Regions from separate parts of the Capra hircus genome. Here region 2 is linked to region 1. A link is a contact called in public Hi-C data. All regions are on one chromosome and are shown on one strand. The core of a region is the stretch at or near the end of the contact, and the rest is flanking DNA. Distances in the headings are between cores, read along the strand shown. Region 1 has its middle 21 kb from the start of LEUTX. Region 2 has its middle 6.2 kb from the start of TRNAC-GCA.

Region 1 (4,342 bases), core at 607-3,106:
GCTCCATTTCTACATTTCCGTGTCTCTGCCTCAATCACTTTTCCAGTGTCTCTCACCCTCTCTCCCCACAGCTCTCCCTTTTTTGCCATCTGCAGTCAAGGTAGTTGAGGATTCAGACACCCTCAGCTGTCCTCTCTCAAACTTTTTAAAAAAAGATGAATTTGTGCTCCAGCTTTCTGTTCCTACTGCTGGAAGAACAGTCAAGGGAGGAGATGACTGAATTTCAGACTTCTGCCTTAACTTTGCAGCATTTCTGCATCTCTCAAGATGATCGAAGTGTTACTCCATCTTCAGCACGTGAATGTGCTGGAATGCACTGACGAAGTTTCTAACACTGAGGTATTTCTGTATTTCTGAAAGCAACCCTATCAGTTATTTTGAGTACTTGTCAAAACATTGCTGAGCTCAATTTGTTAGTATTTTATCTGGAAATTTTCCTTCCATTTATGGGGGACATTGACCTGGATTTTATTCTATTTTGTTTTTCTAGATTTGTTAAGAGACTTATGCTAACAATTAAAATGATTTGAGTAATGTCCATATTCTCTGGACCACTTTCTATAACCTAGGAATTCTTTCTTTGAATGCACAATGAGTTGGTTAATAAATCTAATGTCTAATGCCTTTAGACCTAATTAAAATCTAAAGTCTAATGCCTTTCTTAGAGTATAGATCTTTTTACTTCCTTTATAACTTATTCACTTATTGGTCAATTCAGATTTTTTACTCTTTTGCATGTCAGTTATTATCATTAATACTTCCAAAGAGAAACTCCATTTTAACTTAAATTTTATTCTTTTGGCCTAAAATATCCTTTGCCTGGCTAATGCCTCTCAGGATCTAGCCCTCATCCTGATTGGACAGCAAGGGTAAGGGGTGAGTGAGTTCTCAGCTCTGAGCAACAATGCTGGAAACAGGCAGGGAACTTGGATAGAGCATCCCCACTGGAAAGCAGCTGGTTGAGTTTCAGCCTGTGTCCACTTGTGTTTATCCACCGGTTTGTGAACCTGAGCAACAGCCATGCCGGTACAGAGGGCGGAGGAGAGCTACCCACCCACAGATGGAAGAGAGGACCACACCCTCACTGAGCAGGACTTTTCATATTATATACAAATGGCGCCACCTGGAGCTCAATGTTGGTAGTGACCTCGGGGCTGGGCGACATAGTGATCGCTCACTGTCCCAAACGTTCAGGTACTGGGTCTCTACAGGTACCTTTCCGGGTCCAATCACCCACTCATAGTCCCACCATCCCCACACCTGCTGAGCCAAAGGATGACAGCCAGATCACCAACTTGTGGTGGTTTTGCTTTGCTTCTCCCTGATAATTTGTGACGTTGGACGTCTTTTCACATGCCTGCGGGCCATCTGTATGTCCTCTTTGGTGAAGTGTCTGTTTCCGGCCTTCTGCTCTTTCTGATGGGGTTCTTTTTTCAATTAAGCTGTGGGAGTTGTTTCTATATTTTGAATGTTAACTCCTTATCCAGTACATCATTTGTAAATATTTTCTCCCAATCCAAGATGTCTTTTCCTTTTGTTTCGTTTCCTTTGCTGTGCAAAAGCTTTGAAGTTTAATTAGGTCCCATTTGTTTATTTTTGTTTTTGTTTCTATTTCTCTAGGAGACAGATCAAAAAAAAATATTACTGTGATGTATCCCAGACAGTATTCTGCCTATGTGGCCACATTCCCCAATCCTAACTGAGTGAACACCCTGGCTTACTGACCTCATGCCACAACTTGACTGAATCTAGGGCAGCCAAGTGCTGAGAAAAGACTTGCTCTAACAGATGTAGAGGCAACCCGAGGGCCTGCGGGTAGTCCAGGTGGGGCAGCAGTGAGCACTGCTGGTGCTCCAACAGCACCACGGATGCAGCCCAGGCCTCCAGCGCAGCACAGCCCCCGGGACCCCAGCAACCACCATGCCATGAGCCCCACTCCCAGCTGGCAAATGCCCGGGCTCTACCCACTCCACACCAGAACCCTGCATTAGAGCTGGGACAACCACAACCATTACATACTGGTAAAAGTTAAAGATCAAGAGGATTCCCAAGGCAACATGAGAAACACACATACAAGAGAATCCCCATAGTGCTATCAGCTTTCTCTGCAGGAACCTTGCAGGCCAGAAAGAGAAATGGTAGTGCTGAAAGAGAAGAACCTACAACCTAGGATACTTCCGCCAGCAAGATCATCACTTAGAACAGAAAGAGACAGAAAGAATTTTTAAGACAAGCAAAAACTAAAAGAATCCAGCAATACTAAACCCATTCTAAAAAAAATGTTGAAGGTTCTTCTCTAAATGGAGAGAAATAAGCATCAACAGGAAAGAAAAAAATTCCAAGAAAGGCAAATATATAGTAAGGATTGAAGATCACTTAAGCCAGTGTGTAGACTGAAAAAAAACAAAACAAATTGTAAAAGCAACTGTAACTACAATAAATAGCAAAAGGATAAGCATGAAGATATACAATATGACATAAAAACAAAATGTGAGGGAGAGGAGAAAAAATTTAGACCTTTTAGAATATGTTTGAAATTTAATAGTTATCTGTTTAAAGCAGGTAGGTTATAACCATGAGGTTTCCCTGGTGGCTCAGACAGTAAAGAATCCACCTGCCAATGCAGGAGACCAGAATTCAATCCCTGGGTTGGGAAGATCCCCTGGAGAAAGGCATGCAACCTGCTCCAGTATTCTTGCCTGGAGAATTCCCATGGACAGAGAAGCCTGGTGGGCTACAGTTCATGGGGTTGCAAAGTCAGAGATATGACTAGGTGACTAACACACAGAGGTACAATTATGGGTCAACATATATGAACTCCATGGGAACTACAAATCAAAAACCTACAACAGATAGACAAAAAACAAAAAGGAATTCAAGCATACTACAGAAGACAATCATCAAACCACAATGGGAAAAACAAAAAGAAGAAATGAACAAAGAAGAACTACAGAAACAACTGGCAATCAAGGAATGAAATGGAAATAAGCACATACTGATGAATAATTTAAATGTCAATAGGCTGCTGCTGCTGCTAAGTCACTTCAGTCGTGTCTGACGCTGTGCGACCCCATAGACAGCAGCCCACCAGGCTCCGCCGTCCCTGGGATTCTCCAGGCAAGAACACTGGAGTGGGTTGCCATTTCCTTCTCCAATGCATCAAAGTGAAAAGTGAAAGTGAAGTTGCTCAGTCGTGTCCGACTCTTAGTGACCCCATGGACTGCAGCCCACTAGGCTCCTCCGTCCATGGATTTTCCAGGCAAGAGTACTGGAGTGGGGTGCCATCGCCTTCTCTGGTCAATAGGCTACCTGCTCCTATAGAAAAGAAATAGGATAGCTGATTGGATATAAAACAAAGACTTTCAGCATGTTGCCTACAAGAGACCACTTTAGGGCAGAAGACACACACAGACTGAAAGCGAGAGGAAGGGAAGAGAGATTCCACGCAAATGGAAATGACGAGAAAACAAGGGTGGCCATACTCAGACAAATAGGCCTGAGACAAAGCCTATACTATTAATGACATAGGGATCAATACAGTAAGAGATCAATTCAAGCAACAAATTTAATAGGATACAAATTATATCAAGTATTTTTTTTCTGACCACAACAGTATGAAACTAGAAATCAACTATAGAAATTAAAACAGGAAAAGAACATGGAGACTAAACACCATGGTACTTAACAACAACAACAAAAAAGCAATGGATTAACAAGGAGATCAGAAAATACATCAAGACAAAGTGAAGTCACTCAGTCGTGTCCGACTCTGCGACCCGTGGACTGTAGCCCACCAAGCTCCTCCGTCCATGGGATTCTCCAGGCAAGGATACTGGAGTGGGATGCCATTTCCTTCTCCAGGGGATCTTCCCGACCCAGGGATCGAACCCAGGTCTCGCACATTGCAGGCAGACGCTTTAACCTCTGCACCACCAGGGAAGCCCTTACATTGAGACAAATGAAAATGAAAACACAATTTTTCAAAATCTATGGGACGCAGCAAAAGCAATCCTAAGAGGGAAGTTCAGAGTGACATAGGCCTTCCTCAAGAAACCAGAAAAAAAAAAAAATCAACCTAACCTATTACCTGAAACAGTTAGAAAAAGAAAATGCGACATCCAAAGTCAGCAGAAGGAAGGAAGGAAAAGTCAGAGTAAATTAAACAGAGATAAAAATAATAGAAAGGTCAATGAAACCAAGGGATAGTGTTTTTTTGAAAAGATAAATAAAACTGATAAACTTTTAACCAGGCTTACCAAGAATGAGAGGACCCAGCAGGTACATGTACACACACACAAACAAACAAGAAATGAAAGAAATAACAACTAATACTACAGAGATA
Region 2 (4,342 bases), core at 726-3,225, 140 kb before region 1:
CAGAGAGTTAAACATAGTATAACACTTCTGTAATTACAACAATGAGGAATTAGCACATGAATGGATAGACCAAAAAAATAGTAGAAAATTCAGAAAGAAGACCCAAGTGCATATAGAAATTTAGTATATAATAAAGGTTGCATTTCAAACCACTGGAGGAAAGAAGGATTTTTTAAATAAGTACTGGGGTAAGTGGATAATCATATGGAAAAAGATCAAATTGAATCTACTCCTTACACCATACATCAGAATAAATTTTAAAAGACTCAGAGATCTGAATTTTAAAAGATGAAACTATGAAAATCCTAAAAGAAAACAATGACTTGATTTATAATCTTCAAGTGGGCGAAAGTTGCTAACTGTGATTCAGAATGTAGAAGCAGTAAAAGAAAAGATACAGTTGACTACATAATGATCAATTTTTGCATAGCAAAAAATACAATGAGAAAAAAAGACAAAAGAACAGAATTCACAGAAAACACAAGTCCTTAAACAAATGAGCAGATGCTTGACCTCTTATAATACTTACAATGCAAATAAAACTACACTGAGATATAATTTATTTATCTGATTGACAACATACTTTGTTGTTCTAATGTTGTGGGGAAATTGGCACGCTCATATTGCTGTTGGGAATGAAAAATAGTACAAACCTTAAAGAGTCCCCCTACATGCAGGAGACCTGGGTTGGATCCCTGGGTCAGCAAGATCCCTTGGAGGAGGGCATGGCAACCCACTCCAGTATTCTTGCCTGGAGGATCCCATGGACAGAGGAGCCTGATGGGCTACAGTTCATGGGGTCACAAAGAGCCAGAAAGAACTTAATGACTTTCACTCATATAGAGGAGGATCTGGTAATCTCCAGCAAAGTCACATACATGTAGCTTTTTACATATCACTCTCACTTCTAAAGAACTTATATATTCCCTTTGATCCAGAAATTCTCATTCTGCTCTCATTTCTAGGGTTCTATCACAAGGATACAGTGACAAAAATACAAAATAATGAAAGTACAAGGGTGTTAATGGTAGTATTTTTTGTAACAGAAAAATACTTGAAACCAAAATATCCATCAATAGTGGAATGATTGAATAAACTTAAGGTATATTTACACAGTAGAGTACTATGCAACTCTAAAAAAGAAATGAGATCTTTACATGTTGTTATGGTATGACCGCCATGATAAAGTGTTACACAAAATAGTAAAGTGTAGGATGGTGTATGCAACATGCTACCTTTCGTGTAAGAAAGAAGGGAAATGCAAATACACACATACATACGTTTGTGTATTTTCAAAGAGAAACACTGGAAATGAATAAAAATCCCATAAATATAGTTATTTACAGGTGAAAATAAGAACTCTTTTTTTCCAGCAGTTCTTTTTCTTTTAATTTTTGGCTGTCCTGGGCCTTCGTTGCTGTGCAGGCGTTTCTCTAGTTGTGGCTAGCGGGGGCTGTTCTCAAGTTGCGGAGGGCAGGTTTCTCATTGGGGTGGCTTCTCTTGTTGCAGAGCACACGCTCTAGGGTGCGCAGACTTGAGTAGCTGCAGTGTGGGCTCAGTAGCTGTGGTTCTCCAAGCTCAACAGTTGCTGGCTCAGGGGCTTAGCTGTCCTGTGGCGTGTGGGATCTTCCCGAATCAGGGATGGAACCCGTGTCTCTTGCATTGGCAGCCGGATTCTTGACCACCCGGGAGGCCTGGAGAAGAAATGCGATAGCGGGCACAGAGACTGCAGCTAGACCTCTGGGAATATACCTCATTATAAAACCTGGGCTTTGGAATCGTGCAAATGTTTTATACATTTCTCTCTCTCTTTTTTTTTTTCCCAACGAGATCAAAGGGCCGCGACCGATCCCTGTGCCCCCGCGCCAGGGGTGGCAGAGGACCCGCGGCGCGGGTGCTTATAGCCTCACGTTTCGTCGGCCCTCGGCTCTGCCCGCAGCTTCTCCCCTTTCCGCGTCCCAGCGCCTGGGCGTGGCCCCGGCCGGGAGGGGAGGGGGCGAGGCGCTGAGGCCCAGAGGTCCCGCGAGGGCCGCCCCCTTCCCCTCGCCCCTCCTCCGGCGGGGTCGCGCCGCTGGACCCGAGGCCCCGGCTTAGGCTGGACGGACGCCTCCTTAGACCCACGGGCGCGGGCGAGTCCGGGGACGTGCGCGCGAGCCCTGCCATCGCTCCTGTCGCGCGGACCAGGGCAGCCGCCGAGGGTGGGCTGAGGACGCCGCTGGGTAGGGGTAGGGGGGCGCCCGTCGGGAGAGGTAGAAACGAACAGCCTCCAGAGTCCCGCCGCCTAGCGCAGCTACAAACCCTTGTGGGGAGGGCTGGCTTTCGGTAGATAGGTAAACTAGTAGGAATCAAAGCTCTTTGAGAAATGACTGATTTCTGGGTTTGGTGAGGAAGTGTACAGCGATGAGCCTGACTGTACTGTCAGCCATACTGTACTGGCATACTGTACAGTATGGCAAGAGGATGACATCTCGTCATACTATAAATCAAGGAGGCTCCTACTAGTCAAAGGTGGAAATTGAAAGAGCAAATATGTTTAAAACCTATATATTCGTAATAGTATTAAACACAGACACACACACCCAATGTTTGTTTGCCTTCAGAAAGAGCTAAGTCTGAAAACTGAAGCATTTGAGTTGTTTTTTCTGTATTACCTGCAACTCAGGGCAACCAAGGAATTAATGAGGGATGTTTCTCTGCATAGTAGTGTATGTGTATATTAGTGTACAGATGTTTCTGTATATAGTATCTAGTAAATGAAGAAAGAATGATAAATTAGCAACCCCCATTTTGCAAAGTCCCTAATGAAATAATAAATCTAGGAAGGTTGCCAGATTCGGCCTATAAATTTCATGGGAACTACTTATAAAATTATAAGTAGTAAAGTTATATTGAACATGTATGTGTGTTAGTTGCTCAGTCATGTCCAACTCTTTTTGATCCCATGGACTCTATCCCTCCAGGCTCCTCTGTCTATGGATTTCTCCAGGCAAGAATACTGGAGAGGGTAGCCATTCTCTTCTCGGAGGGATCTTCCCATCCCAGGGATCGAACCTGGGTCTCCTGCCACCAGGGAAGCCCTATATTGAACATATTTATCCTGAAAATTAATTTTGTTTATCTGAAGTTCAAGTTTAACTGAATGTCCTGTATTTTACCTGGCAGCCCTAGATCTAGATAATGGTCAACAGTGGATGTTAACATAACTGAGACAGATGCAGAAGTATCATTTAATAAAATTAAACATTCATTTATGTGTAAAAAAAACTAAAAAATAGAAGGAAATTGTTTAATAGAATAATGTGTACTCACAGAAATACTATGCAAGCATTATATTTAGTAGCCAAATGTTGAAAGCTTTTGCTTTCTGATCAGGAGGAAGACTAGAATGCCCTCATCATGACTTTTATTCTACTATGTATTAGAGAGGCTAAAGAAAAGATATAAAGATGAGAAAGAGAGTAATTAAACTCATTCATAAGCCCATGTGGCTCAGTGTGTAAAGAATTTGCTTGCAATGTAGGAGATGTAGGAGTCGCAGGTTTGGTGCCCAGGTCAGGGAGATCCCCTGGAGGAGGGCCTGGCAACCCACTCCAGTATTGTTGCCTGGAGAACCCCAGGGACAGAGGAGCCTGGCGGGCTACAGTCCATAGGGTTGTAGAGTCAAAAATGACTGAGGCAACTGAGTGCATTCATAAGCAATAGGATTGGGTACATAAGAAATTTTTTAAAACCCTACCAATAAATTATTAGAATAATAAATGGTAACTTCTGGTTCCAGACAAGTTGGCAGAGGTTAATTTCTCCCTACCTCTCTCTGATATGGCCAACAAAAATTCTAGAAATAATACAACAGACATTTGTAAGAAGTCTGTGAAAGGTATAAAGTAGAAGCCTAAGTGACTTGGGACCTTAGGACTTGAGGAACAACACAGTGAACCAGCATTTCTCAACTGACCCAATGGCAGGAGGTGGCCCACACCCACTGGCTCTCTAGCCTTCATTCAGCGGTAGAAGACACTCAAGTAGGTGCTTTTCTCTCCCATGGGCGTTATCAGCAGTGATCAAGCAGAAGCCCCGCTGCCACTGGGCAGTCCAGGAAGAAAGTGCTCTCCACCCCTTCATGCCAGTATCTCCTACCCATAATCTAGCAGCATCATGCAGGCACTGGGAAATTCTTTCAATTTCCACTGTTGGTGCCAAAACAAATTGGATGCAAGTGCAACCATAACTAGGGAAAGTAAAAAGACCAGAATAACACTACAAGTCTTCTGAAAATTAAATTGTCACTGGAACCACAGCACACAAAACTAGGCCAGGACCTGCATGCTAAACCTAGACATGG

Evidence for each region. A called contact is a pair of places that touch in the nucleus more often than the background predicts.
Region 2: a Hi-C map of blood shows a contact between it and region 1, with 4 times the contacts expected there. The contact joins two enhancer-like sites. A contact is called at or near these places in 4 of 5 Hi-C or Micro-C datasets (blood and liver).

Annotation. Positions count from the first base shown.
Region 1 is chr18:50,236,820-50,241,161 of ARS1.2, reverse strand. No RefSeq gene overlaps it. Among named protein-coding and RNA genes, the nearest start is that of LEUTX, 21 kb to the right of the region's middle. Within about 2 kb of position 1,856, at least 1 of the 5 cell types and tissues checked has an H3K27ac peak or open chromatin away from gene starts, as enhancers often do.
Region 2 is chr18:50,371,939-50,376,280 of ARS1.2, reverse strand. No RefSeq gene overlaps it. Among named protein-coding and RNA genes, the nearest start is that of TRNAC-GCA, 6.2 kb to the right of the region's middle. Within about 2 kb of position 1,975, at least 1 of the 5 cell types and tissues checked has an H3K27ac peak or open chromatin away from gene starts, as enhancers often do.